2 separate regions of the Zea mays genome follow, and region 2 is linked to region 1. A link is a contact called in public Hi-C data. All regions are on one chromosome and are shown on one strand. Each heading gives the region's core, a stretch centred on a gene start, on an enhancer-like site or on the middle of the called end of the contact. The rest is flanking DNA. Distances are from core to core; before and after follow the strand shown.

Region 1 (6,909 bases), core at 406-2,905:
CGCGGTAGGATTGTGTGGCACAACAGTGGTTGAGGAGGCGGCGAGCTGTGGCGGAGAAGCAGTGGCCGGCTACACGGACAGGAAGAGGCCGAGGTGGGGGCGGCGGTCATGGATCCCGGTCATCGCATATGTGGACGCGACGCGGGAGGAGCAGAGCGGCGAGCATCGCGGTGCGGGGTGAGCAGGGCGACTCTTGCGCGTGGGGAGGAGCGGGGGACACGGTATCGCCTGGCGCTGTCTGACAGCGCAGAGGGGGTGCGCGGAGCGGAGCCGTGGTAGCGCCAGCGCCCACGTTACGTGCTTAATTAGTAGTAGAGATTCAAACTTCACTGCGTGAGCATTATAGTTTACATTGAAAAACATTGTTTTGTGTGATCATATAGTTGAATTGATGGACATAGTCTTACCCTAAAGACCAGGATCGGAGCTAGAAAAAAAAGAGGGATTGAACTAATCAGGTACAATATATAAGTCTCTTTATACACTATATTGTACATGTTAACTTGGGAAGGCTCCAATAAGGACTCTATAGGCTAAGTGGTAGAGGAGGCTTGAGCCCTGTTCGCCCACCACTGTCCACTGCCTCCGTCCCTGCTAGAGATCTCTCGAGAGATAGATATTTAATAGAGTTGTATATGCCTTATCATGATTCATGCATGCATATGTACGGCGAATATATATTGGACAAAAAACTATTCATTATTATAATTTAGAAACCTGTACCAGATTAAAAGCAACACGAGAGACGAAAACAGAGAGCCAGCAAAGCAAGCCCAAGGACATTGAGGTGCTGCTCTGCTAGCGTAGTACGTGCTACGGCATGTCACGTACGAGGTACACGACGACGACGACGGGAGGGACACTAGACGAAGTGATCACTAGTGGGGTGGGTGCATGATCTACTTCTTTATTATGTGCCAGTCTGATGCATGACACACACGTAGCTAGGACATCTCTGCTACGACGACGACTGCATGCTGCTGATGGCCACGTACGCTGCCATCCAACGAGCGAGCTACCTCCACTATGGTTCCATCGATCAGTTGATCCTGCGATGCGCATAACACGGGAAGACATTATTTTCCATGGTTAGTAGCAATGTACATATAACATAACAACTTCCATGCATGCATGGTTAACTAACTAGACATGCAGGGGGCCGGGACTGCCGGGCCTACGTACTTGGTGCAGTCGACGGTGGGGCTGATGGGCACGCCGACGGAGACGCCGCACTTGGAGGGGATGTTGGCGGCGTTGGCCATGCTGACGCCGCCGCCGAGCCGGCCCGTCATGCTCTTGAGGCAGTTGCAGGTGGCCTGCCGGTCCGCCGTCGACGACGCGCGGCTGTTGAGCGAGCGCACCCCGCTGCAGCACGCCGCGGAGGGCGACGCCGCGCTGCCCATCGCGTACCCGAGGCACGGCGCCACCGACGACGTCACCTCGCCGCAGCTCACCGCCGCCGACGCCGTCCCGGCCCCCGCCGCCAGCAGCAGCAGCGCCGCTGCCAGGACCGCCGCCGCCGCGACCAGCTGCGGCTGGGAGGAGGAGGAGCGAGCGGCCATTATTGCAGGAGAGAAAGAGTTGCTAGCTGGTGTTAGTGAGGTGAAGAAGAGATTATTCGTCTGTATGCTAGCTAGCTGTGATGGATGGGAGCAAGGTGGTGCCATGGGTGGGGTGGTATAAATAGGGCCGGCCTTGCATTGGTAACTCATCACTTGGAGAGTGTCGTACGTGCCGATCTGGCGAGGCAAGCAGAGGGGCCCCGGCAGGCGGCTGTCTAGCTGAGATCTGCCGATGAGTGGGCCAATATATGCACGTGCAGTGTTACTGCAGCGGTGGTTGAGCACGCACCAACCAGGGATCGTACCGCGTACGTGCGATGCGACGAGGAGATGAATGCTTGCACGTGAAACGGCTTCGTTTGTATCGGACTTTTTCATACAAAAAAACAAAGGCTGCTTGCATGGCTGCAACGTCCATCATTGTCCACAGATAGATAGATAGATAGATGGATGGATGGATACCATACATGACATGTGCATGCGTACCCCCTTGTGTGCTAGCCCGGACCTGACGTGCTGCGGCTGCCAGCCACTGGCACGTACACGAATGCAAATGTAGTCCCTATCCTAATCCAGCTTTTTACCGATTACTCATCATTTTACCGAGTGCAATATATCAGCTATTCAGTAACACATATTTTGACGAGTACCATTCGACGAGATAAGACTCTCTGAACACTAAAAATACACTCAGCTATTGAGTAGCTGTGTCTGGCACAGACCTAATTTTGCCGAGTGTTTTTTTGTGAAGCACTCAAGAAAACAGTTGTTGGGCCTCCGGCACGGCCCGCACAGATGGGTCGGACTTAGACCGACATAGTCCAATAAAGTCCATGTTGTTTAATTTGTTTTAATTTAGTAAGCTACAGACTTTGTATTAATGTGATATTTTGACTTTATATATTCAAATGATGCTAGGATTGTTTAATATCATTAATTTATTAAGTTATAGGCTTTATTATGTGGTTAAAATATTTTGATTTTACATTGTCAAATGTATGAGCCGGGTTTGGACCGATACGGTCCAATAAACACACGACATGGTTTAGAGTCGGGTTAAACTACTGTTTTTATATTTAGGACTAGCACGACATGACCGATTTTTTTTTGAGTTTTCTTGATCCAATCTCGTTTGGTACGGACCAGCCTCATCTGACCCAATTCCCAGCACTACTACTGACGACTGACGAACACTACCAACTCGTACGGGTGGCCCAGAATCATTACCTATCACTGATGACCGCCTTCAATTCTGATGTCGCCGATCATAATGGCACGCACGTACGTACGCGTGCATCTGCAATAGATAGGAAAAAATTGCAGTTGCTGGCTGAGCAGAGCAGAGCAAAAGCACGCAACAATTATGTTCGCCTTTACACGTTAGCTTTTACTTGCATCGGATCCGTAACATGCAATGTTCACCACCTTAATTGATGACAGGCCTGAAAATTCTGGTGAGAGGTTGAGGTTGTTGCCAGCCATGAACCCACTACGACTGTACGTTTGTTCTACAAAGAGCTAGCGTGCCCTGTTTTTTTTTTCCTTCTTTTTAGTTAGCATTCTAAATTTGTGTCTGCCCGTTTCTATGCTACTTATTATTCTCTCCAATGGTCTTGCACTCGCGCTAGCTTTTAGCGCCTCGGTTACGAGGACTTGTTAGAGCATTTTCTAGACTTTCTCTAAGCTTGATCCCCCTAAATCTATCCTTATAAAGGATACATTCTACCAAACAAAAATGAAGGCCTTCAAATCTATATGGGTGCATACGAAACAATAAAGAAGCATTCAATCGTTTTATCCATTAAGGGCTAGTTTGGGAACACTAATTTCACATGAGATTTTCATTTTCTCAAGGAAAAATAAACTAATTTTCCTTGGGAAAATGAAAATCCCATGGGAAATTAGTGTTCCCAAACTAGCCCTAAATTTTTTTTCTTTCTATGGAATTCCCGGGCTGAGCGATGAAGGCCGCTGTTGGGCTGTGTTGTCCATCTCTGTGTTGCTCAGTACCCGTCACCTCTCCTACTATTGTTGGGCCTCCTCCGAGAAAGAAAAAAAAAATAGATTTGGCCCATGAGACTAATTCGCGAATGGTACACCAGCTTCGCGCTTTTGCGTCCGAGTTTGGACGTACCAACAGTCAGTCATACACTTGGTAATAAGTACATACTATATATACAATTTTTTTTTTTTGAAAAGGGAATAAATAACTTATTCCAGCCGCTGCATGTAAATATTTAACTTTTGTTAGGGTCTTATCCCCGAGCTTGAAATGCCTCGAACCCAAAAACACATCTTTAACCTTCATTAGACCTGTCCAAAAGTGTGAATCACACCAAGCATATGCTCTACTTGGGTTAAGGTCTTTTCTCTCAAATATTTCTTTCGTAAGATTGACTACCATAAACTGTTCTCATTAATCAGTTTGAAAATCCATTTACTGAATAAGCACTTATTCTAGAGGTCAAGATCTATAACCCCTATATGGTCATCAGCTTAGAAAAATATGGCGCAAACGCACGGTTATTATATTAGTAGGACTATAGGCAACACTTCCTCCGATCTAATTTATACATTTAGGGCTCTTAGTATTCCTAGATATATCCTATACTTAGATGTATAGTAAAAGTTATACATACAAAAAGCTAAAATAAATTGTTACTGTATAATGTTTCGCTCTCTCCCCGCAAGGCCGCATTGCAAATGGTCGGCATGTACCCGTGCACGCAAAAGGGCAAGCGCGTAAAACGCGCCGCGTTGATGGCCACGCCCACGCACTGTCGACTCGCTGTCCTGTCCCCGCCACCGCCGGGCGCCGGCGCGGAGAGGACCCCTTTCTGCGGCACGGCTGCTACCTGCCGGAAGGACCTTGCGTGTCTCGCAGGTCAGCCATGCTGCCATGCATGCAGATGCAGTGATGCAGACGTCAAAATGGTTCATGGAATGCCTCCCACACCAGTCCCCTCCCCGCCCTCCCATACTTGCCGGTCTCTCTCGCTTGATCCAATCAAGAACAAGAACATGCGTCTTTCTTTTAGTCTCTCTAGATTTATTCTAAGGGCATGTTTGGTTTTAATTAGTTCTAGGACTAAACTTTAGTCCCTATATGTTTGGTTTTAGGGACTAAATAGATTCTAAAGTCATTAAATATATTGTCCAAAGACTCAAATACCCTTAGAATATACTCATAATATTAGTTATCTATAAAAAGGTAAGGGCAACATGATAATTATGAGCTTTTAGTCTCTTTTAGCACCTATGTGAATGGCTAAAGACTAAATCATTTTAGTCCATATTTTAGTCCTAGTGTTTGGCAAAAAAGAGACTAAAAGAGACTAAAAACTAGAGACTAATCTTTAGTCCCTCTAACCAAACACCCCCTTATCAATTTTTCTCAACGACACATACAAAAAAGAATTATTCTAAATTAATTTTCGCCCGTCTCTCATCGACACAATTTTTCTACGAGTTGTACCACAAATTTATATATAACTTATACTTACCATGTGTCTTATATCTATTTATTAAATCCTGTTGATAGATTGAATGGTATGATACCCTCCAATATCATGTTCTCGTGTTTATATAGTGGTACATGCACACGATTGATTGAATGACACGTTACCCTCCAAGGTCACAGTCTCATGTTTATACTGTGGCACACGTATCAATAATGTAGAAATAGTAACAAAGCAGTAGAATTAGCTCTATAAATATAAGACATTCTTGCTAATAAGAGTCAATGTTCTTAAGGCGGTAAAGGTAAGGTGAGGAGTTGTACCAACGCCTTAAGGCCTAGAATTATATGGGCGCCTGGACGTCTAGGCATCGCCTCACCCTAGACGATGCCTTAAAAGAGTTTAATAATGTAGTCGGCTGTAAAGAAATTTGCAGCCGGTCCAGAGAGAAGAGTAGTGGTTTAGCTCTTCACAATTAATACATAGCCCACTTGCTCTCTCACTGGGTTCTTATGTCTAAGTTGACTATAAATTTATACCCTGCTTCTTCGCTATTCTCTTCTCTCTCGTTCATATCAGCATTAAGCCGGTTTATAGTCTTTTATTATACTTACTTTAAAATAGAGTTATAAGCTTACTCATCGTATTTCAAACTTTACTATATAAATAATATAGTCTTCGGTATAATACAATATTTCCATATGAGTAACTCCTGAACATAGTCTAACATTCTATGTTTTTAGACCGTAGTCAAGCTCAAACCCAAAAGAATCAATAGAATAGAAAAACTACAGGCATCAGTGTGTCATCTACCGGACACACGGCAGGCGTCCAAGAATTGGATAAGGCCATAAGGGTATAGAGAAAGGGAAATAAAAAGAGAGAGAGAGAGAGAGAGAGATAAAAGAGGGAAAACATCATGTATGATGCAAGATGAAGTGTTGAGATCAGTTGGTGCGTTTGCTGGGGGCGGAGGGCGGGGCCTTCCCCCGGGGCTTCTTGTTGAGCAGCCACTGGTGGCGGCCACCGGCGAGCCAATGCCGCCGCCGATCCTCGTCCTCCTCTACGGGCGGCAGTACGGACGACGGTGCCGCGACGACCATAGCCTTCTCGGCGTCGGCGTGTAGAGGAGGCAGCAGCAGTATGACGTCGGTGGCGGCGGCGGCGGCGGCGGCCTTGACGACGCCGTTGTTGTGGTGGTCGTCGACGAGCGGCAGAGGCCTGCGGCTGGAAGCAGGCTGTGCGAAGACGGCGAGCAATATGAGGAGGATGAGCGTGAGCGCGCGGAGGACGAAGACGAAGCTGTAGCTGCTGCCTCTCCCTCGGGGCGGCCGGCGGAGTCGGAGTCGCTGCTGCTGGGTCTGGGTTCCTGTGCAGCCCATTATCGCGAATGCGCAGGCCTATGGCGGTGGAGTCGTCGTCAGACTCAGGAGTAGTAGCTAGCTGGTGCGTGTCGTTCGTGGATGGAGAAATTAAGAGAGAGGGAGAGAATGGCGGTCGTTGTTCGGTGGAAATTGGAATGTGTGAGGGAGAAGGTAAGGTCGGGGAGAGAGAGAGGTGGAAAGAAAAAGAAACTGACTGGCCGTCGCGTCAGCTGGCGGAGGAGTGGCGGTGGCTTGGAGACCAAGAAGTCCATTGAAATGAAGAAGGGGACGAAACCGCGTGTCAGCAGCGTGTGGCCAGTCGTGAATCGATCCAAGACGACGTGCGGTGGGATGGGAATGCAATGCAATGGGAGCTGGCGCGGAGCTGGTGGGAAGGGAGCGTGGACTTTCTTCTCCCTAGCTAGTTGTAAATTCGATCAATTCCCCCCCCCCCCCCCCCCCCCCCCCCCCCCCCCCCCCCCCCCCCCCCCCCCCCCCCCCCCCCCCCCCGACAGAAACGGCGGG
Region 2 (7,027 bases), core at 2,274-4,773, 140 kb after region 1:
TTGAGCTCCATAATACCAAACTGGTGAAGTACAGCTGCGGAGTAATAAACTGGTGAATCAGCGTGACGAGAATGTTACAAACTCAAATAACTCGATTGGATCGCGCCACTCTGCACGCCGAGGAGAACTGTATACTGGGGGAGTGGATCGCGCCGAGGAGTGGATTACGGTGGACCGGGATGGGCGGGCACGACCGTGGATCGTGGCGAGGAGCAGATGGGTGAGGGAGTGGATCACGCCGATGGAGAAGGGAGTGAATCGCGCCGAGGAGTGGATCGCGGCGAGGAGGAGAAGGGAGTAGATCGCACCGAGGAGTGGATCGCGGACCTTCCATCCGTGGCCTCAGGCAGAACCGTGCGCCAGCAAAAACTGTGGACGCCTACACTAAAACCTTATAGAGTAGTAATAGATTGATTGTGAGGGTTAAATCTGTAGTGCAGTGTCATTTTTTATGTGAAAAATATATTCACAAGAGACAAAAATGTACACAAACACATATATACATTCACATATTTACGGTTACATTGTACAACAGGGACATAATATTTAAACACATATAACTAATACTATAGTTAAAATGTAAAAGAAAAATTGCTGGAATATGTAAACTAACACACATGTACAAATTAATAAAATGGGTATGGGGTTGAATGAACCATAGCCATATTAAAAAGGGGAAGTAGGGGTTCTGTGCTCTCTATCGACTTATTAGCAGTGTATCCGTAGATACTTGGCCCAATGCAGCGGCCCAGTCCATCAGTGGCCATAATCGGGGTTAAAAGAAGGCCAGGGGCTTTGGAACCCTAGTCTCCATCTTCTCCCCTAGCCACTGTCACCTCCAACGTCGTCGCGGGCCCGATTGCCGTGCGGGCGTGGACTCCACCCCAGGCGCGGGCCCGGCAGCCAGCAGCAGACATAGCCGCCTGGGGGCTCAGGTCTGGCCTCCGTCACGGGGGCCCAGCCCCAGCCACGGGTGCTTGGCCGCTAGCAGTGGGAGCACGACCGCCAACAGAGGACACATGTCCGACCGTAGCCGTCGTGGGCGCGGGACCAACCTTAGCCGCGGATCCGGTCGCCGACCATCTCGCCGTCAGTCCAAGTGCGCCACTGCACAAGTAAAAGCAGTGCCCCATGTCCTCCCCTTCTTCCTTGCAAATTTAGGAGATGGAGTCCTCCTTCTCCTCGTCGGAGGAGAACTGTCCGCTGTCGTGACTGACGTTGGGGAGGTCGGCCTCATCCTTGATGGGGCGCAGACCTGGGCGTCGCGCAGCCGCCTCTCCCACGTGGCGACGTTGCGGGAGCAGTGCGGGAGACGACATCAGGAGTGCGGAAGGTGGCGGGGAATCAACCACTGCATTGGTGTAGATTGGCGGGCAACCTGTCCGGGCTGCCATCGTCGGACGGCGACCAAATCCAGGCAGCGCGGGTGTTGGTGGCCTCCAACGAGGCCTCTCCTCGACTAACGTGGTGGACGCGACAGCCATCGAGCGCAGGGTGGAGATAATGGTGTTCTCGAGGATCCCCGCGTCGCGCAGCACACATGCCGCATACCCATGGACCGGGCAGTAGTCTGGTGGGTACGGGTTGGAGGTCGGCGTCGCCTCAACTGGAGTGGAAGACGGAGGAACAACCGCCACTGTTGGCGCTCGTGCACGGCGCGACATCGGTCCACGGCGCAGTGGTTCACGCGAGCGGTTCTGTGAAGTGTGGGAAGCCACACACCGGTGAAACCGTCGACACTCATCTGCATGATGACGCTGTGGATGGCGAAGCCGACATGGTCGTTGTCGAGGACTCCCACGTGACATGCCCGGATGAACTCGCGGATGACGACTCGCCGGAGTTTCTTCACAAGTCGGCGAAGATTAAGCATCGACATTTTTGTTACCTTTTTCTTTCTTCTTCGCCGGATTTCTGACTGTCTTTTCTGCTTCGATGATGTCGACGGCGGTGGTTGGCCGACGAGTCCTCTGTTTTCTTGATGTTGGCGGCGACCTTTTTCTTTCTTCCTCAGTGGTTGGAGACGTGCATGATAACGTGTTGTAAAGTATCATATTGTGAATGAGAATGAATCTCTACACTATGTATGCCATTAAGGTCCCGTTTGTTTCATTTCATTTTGAGGAATTGGAATCTTACTAATGGAATATGCTATTTTTTTAGAATGTGACATTCCACCACTTTCTAAAGTTACCATATAAGCCTATATATCTCAAATTCATGGGGTGAGAGATGGAAATTGATTCTATAGATTTACATGTTATTTTTCCGATGTAAAACTTATAGCACAGTCTTCTACTTGCTTCGCCATACCATAAATATAGTATATAACTATCTCTCTCAAATGATTTAGGATAATATACAAATATATTACATATATAAATATATGAACTTAATTAGTTTTGTCTAAATTATAATTATTAAAATGGAATTCAATTCCAATGAAACAGACGAGGCATAACAGTAAACAAATATATACACAATGAACGGACGGCTTCACACCCGTACGTCCGTTCGGTCGATTAAGCACTTTTACATTATGGCTAATTAGGATTAAAGGGGATGCGTAACTGCTAATCTTCTGGAGACTTCTTATTATATCTAGATGAGATCACCACCGTCTTTTATCCTTCAGCAGTTCTCAGTGAGTTAAGCAGTGGCGATGATCGCTGCTGCATCTGCATGTGGCGACACGATGCCGCTAGCATCTCCATACATGTACGTACGTCTCTATTATTGAGTTTGGAACATCATGATAATTAGGCCCCGTTTCAATCTCACGGGATAAACTTTAGCTTCCTGCTAAACTTTAGCTATATGAATTGAAGTGCTAAAGTTTAGCTTCAATTACCACCATTAGCTCTCCTGTTTAGATTATAAATGGCTAAAAGTAGCTAAAAAAAGCTGCTAAAGTTTATCTCGCGAGATTGGAACAGTGCCTTAATCTCCCTTCTTCTCTTTTTCTCCATACTACCCGTATTACTATGTTAATTCCTCTGTTCTTTTTTATTTATTGCGGTTTAGTAAAAAATAAACTAGACTGCGACAAATATTCGAAAACAGGATATTATTAGAGAGGGCTTGTTACACAAAATGGTAGTTTTGCATGTACGAGAACTATGGAACACAGACACGCCTTAATTGAGATTTTCTTTTAAAAATCCAGATAACCACTAAGGTTTTCTTTTAAAAAAAGGCATGACGATGTATAGTTTTAAACGAAAACAGCAACAATTAACTAAGACCCATTTAGCAGATCGTGCAATTTGGGTGTGGTTACAGATAAAATCACCCAACGGCCGCCATGGCAAGAGAGATCGTCGGGACATTGTAGTCATACATACAGGTGAGAGGCAGTGCCAGTGCCAGTTATCAGCAGCTCAGCGAGGGAAAGGATAAGGTAGTTACGCCGTTAATTCTGCTCCTACGCCTAGCTGTCACCGGATCATTATCGTCAAAGGCTTATAAAAGGCCCCAGCCCTGACCCTGAGCTGAACCAATCTCTCGTTGTCGCAGCATCCCAGTATCTCAACTCCGCCAAGCCAAGCTCAGCGAAAACTCAGGCGATCGGACGACGCCCCAAGGAACAAGTGCAGCGGAACGAAGCTTCGGCGTCCTCGTCGTCCCGTCGCAAGGTAACAGCAACCAACCAATCCATCCTCTGTCTTCCTGTTCCTGATCAATCTGCTTGCACGTACGCCGGCCGCCCCCACGCGTTACCACATCTCTTTACGGATCCCACGCTGTAGTTTAAGGACGCCGTACGTCGCCGATCGTACCAACAACCTACCTACCTACTAGCGCCTTCCTGCTGTTAGATACTTAGATGTGGTGCATAGGTTCAGTCAGGATTAGAAGAAAAAAAGAGAGGAGGCGACGGCGGCGATATCGGCTTTTCCTTGGTCTGCAATGCACCCTCTGCGGTGCCTTCGATTGCTTCGCTTCAGTCGGAGGGGAGAGCCTGGGATAGATTCCTGCAGCCTCGTGTATGATTCCTGGCGGCGTTAGTCAGGTTTCTGAAATGCGAAGCTTCGCTTCGGTTATGGCTCGTTCGTCTTCGTCTTGGATTTCTAATTTCTTAACATCCTGCCATTGCCGTGCTGCGTCTTGGATCCTTATTATGTCAGAAGAGTAATTCTGGGGGTTCCAAAATAGCCACTGATGATGGCTTTGCACAGAAACAAAGTGCACCCATCAATCGGCTGTTGATGAATGATGTTGTCGGTTCTTATTCCATTACCTGCCACTTTGTACCGGATTGTTGTTATACATACCATACCATACAGTCAGCATTTTAAAAATTGTTAGCCTTTTTCACGTGGTCCTCCAGCTGCAGAGGCTAATGTTGTTTCTTTTCCTTTGTGCAGTGCAGATCACAAGTCCATAACAAGAAAGACAACAAAACTATGCTGAAAGATGTGCTTGCATAGAAGAGACTTCTGCAGCAACACCACCAAGGGCCTGGTGGTTCTTGCGCAAGGTCCGCAGGCCTGCTCGTCTCTTGACTTGAGCGGCGGTCACCTTGCCTGCATCTACTCCACGCCCTTCAGACTCCGACGCCACCGACCCATAAGGCGCAGTCCACCTGATTGACAACAGAAAGCTAGCCCTGTGCGTGATCACATAGTTTTTATGGAGATAAAAGATATGAAGACCAGAGGGAAGACTTTGACGGAGCGGTACGAGATGGGGAAGCTGCTGGGGAAAGGCGCGTTCGGGAAGGTGCACTATGCAAGGGACCTCGAGTCCAACCAGGGTGTTGCTATCAAGATCATGGACAAGGACAGGGTGCTCAAGGCCGGGCTCTCGGAGCAGGTAAAGCGTGAGATCACGACTATGCGGCTGGTGGAACACAAAAACATCGTTCGTCTCCATGAGGTCATGGCGACACGGAACAAGATCTACATCATCATGGAGTATGCCAAAGGGGGTGAGCTCTTAGACAAGGTTAAGAGGAGCGGCAGGCTGACGGAGGCTGACACACACAGATACTTCCAACAGCTCATTGGCGCACTGGATCACTGCCACAGCCGAGGCGTGTACCACCGGGACTTGAAGCGTGAGAATCTGTTGTTGGATGAGAATGGGGACCTTAAGGTGTCTGACTTTGGACTGAGCGCGTTTTCAGAGTCGAGGAGGACAGATGGGCTGCTCCATACTGTCTGTGGGACACCAGTGTATATAGCTCCGGAGGTGATCAAGAAGACGGGATACGATGGTGCAAAATCAGACATCTGGTCTTGTGGTGTCGTCCTGTTTGTTCTCGCTGCTGGCTACCTCCCTTTCCAGGGCCCAAACATGATGGAGATTTATCGAAAGATACATGATAGTGATTTCAGGTGCCCCAGTTGGTTTTCACACAAACTCAAGAGGCTGCTATACAAGATTCTGAACCCCAACCCTAGCATGAGACCTTCAATTCAGGAGATAAAAGAGTCTACCTGGTTTCGAAAAGGTCCTAGGGAGATCAGTGCAGTGAAGGAGAAAGTTCTTAGCGAGAATGCCACCGCCACAAATGCTGCCCCAGTGCTTGCTGCTAGGCGCAAGGAGATTGCTCACGAAGATAAGACCCTGGTTGCCACAAAACTCAATGCCTTTGAAATCATCGCGTTCTCAGCAGGGTTGGACCTTTCTGGTCTGTTTATCAAGGAGTGCAGGAAGGAGACACGGTTCACTTCAGATAAGCCTGCATTGGCCATCATCTCAAAGCTTGAAGATGTCGCGAAAGCACTGAATCTCAGGATAAGGAAGAAGGACAACAACACTGTCATCATTCAAGGGAGGAAGCATGGGGGCAATGGTGTCCTTCAGTTTGACACGCAGATCTTTGAGATCACACCATCCTGCCATCTCGTTCAGATGAAACAAACTAGTGGCGATCTACTTGAGTACCAGAAACTGTTGGAAGAGGGCATCCGACCAGGGCTGAAGGACGTTGTCTGGGCTTGGCATGGAGATGATCTGCAGCAGAAGTAGGAGTAGCTTCAGCTGTCTCCCGTAGATTATGTTCTACATTCCATTCCTTATTTTTTAGCAACAACATTCCCTTTTTTGTATTGGTGGTGATATGAACCATTAGGCTATGTTTTGTTTGAGCAATAATTGTTGTGGAGTTGAGTTGTTGTGTTACATTCTGAAGATTGTTACAGTTTTGTAATGGCTGTCAATATCAGTAATGAAAATAAATGTTGTTGATCCTTAAAAAGGGTCGAGCTTTCCAGGTGATACATTAGTAGTTTGATGTGTAGCAGATGCAACCATATTATCCTCTTGCAACATTATGCAGTGCTGCATGGTGCACACAAATCTTCAGTGCAAAAAGGAGAGGCTGACTGAAACTGAAACCATAGCTGAGTAGGGATCATCTTACTGCAACAACACATTCAAAAGTTAGACCAAGTGAAGGGTACATGACCCAGCTTGAAGGGCTTTCATGCTCTCTTTTTTACTACTAATGTCTTTGAATGGGGGGTGTCAGTTTTCACTCAAAGCATGTAGCACTAGACAGAAATCGTGGGGTTGCTGCAGATTGCACCACTAGTCATCGCCATTTCGACAATGGAGGATGCGACCAGTAAGCAGCAACAGTAGGCTCAGAATTGAAGGCCAAGGCAGCCAGAACATGGCGTTTTACAGCTATAAGGAGCTTAGTTGATAATGTCTAGTTGACATTTCACAATACTGATGCTAAAGGTTGTTTGTGTACTTGCCCAAATTGCGGGCAACTGGGGCACCGGAAAACAAGTTACAAGTGCCCTTTAAATGGAACCAAAAAAAGGTGTGTGCCACTGCTGCATCAGTTGTAAAATTAAAATGTTGTTTGTATTATATTATATTTATATACCATCATTGTATCCCTCTTTGTAGGAAGAGAAAGCCGCGGAAGAATACGACAAAAAATTGGATACCAAAAGAGTTGCGGACTGCCACATCACCAAATATTGAAGCTGCAAACGAAGAGGAAGCACCAAGTGGTGAACTAGTGACAAGGGCACCAATTGTTGTAGCTGCTGATGAAGATGAAGCA

What was found. Hi-C and Micro-C count contacts between places; a contact is called where the count stands out from the background.
Region 2: a contact with region 1 is called in a Hi-C map of ear, with 2.7 times the contacts expected there. The contact joins the promoter of LOC100384585 here to the promoter of LOC100281973 in region 1. A contact is called at or near these places in 4 of 25 Hi-C or Micro-C datasets (bundle sheath, ear, endosperm and 1 more).

The regions. Positions count from the first base shown.
Region 1 is chr10:3,787,987-3,794,895 of Zm-B73-REFERENCE-NAM-5.0, forward strand. It overlaps LOC100281973, which reads right to left and starts at 1,656. Exons shown (of 2, transcript NM_001154890.2): 1 at 1,183-1,656; 2 at 683-1,049. The coding sequence starts at 1,562. The coding sequence ends at 1,040. It also overlaps the pseudogene LOC100280188.
Region 2 is chr10:3,925,657-3,932,683 of Zm-B73-REFERENCE-NAM-5.0, forward strand. It overlaps LOC100384585 (putative CBL-interacting protein kinase family protein), which reads left to right and starts at 3,524. Exons shown (of 2, transcript NM_001177090.1): 1 at 3,524-3,635; 2 at 4,368-6,200. The coding sequence starts at 4,633. The coding sequence ends at 5,976.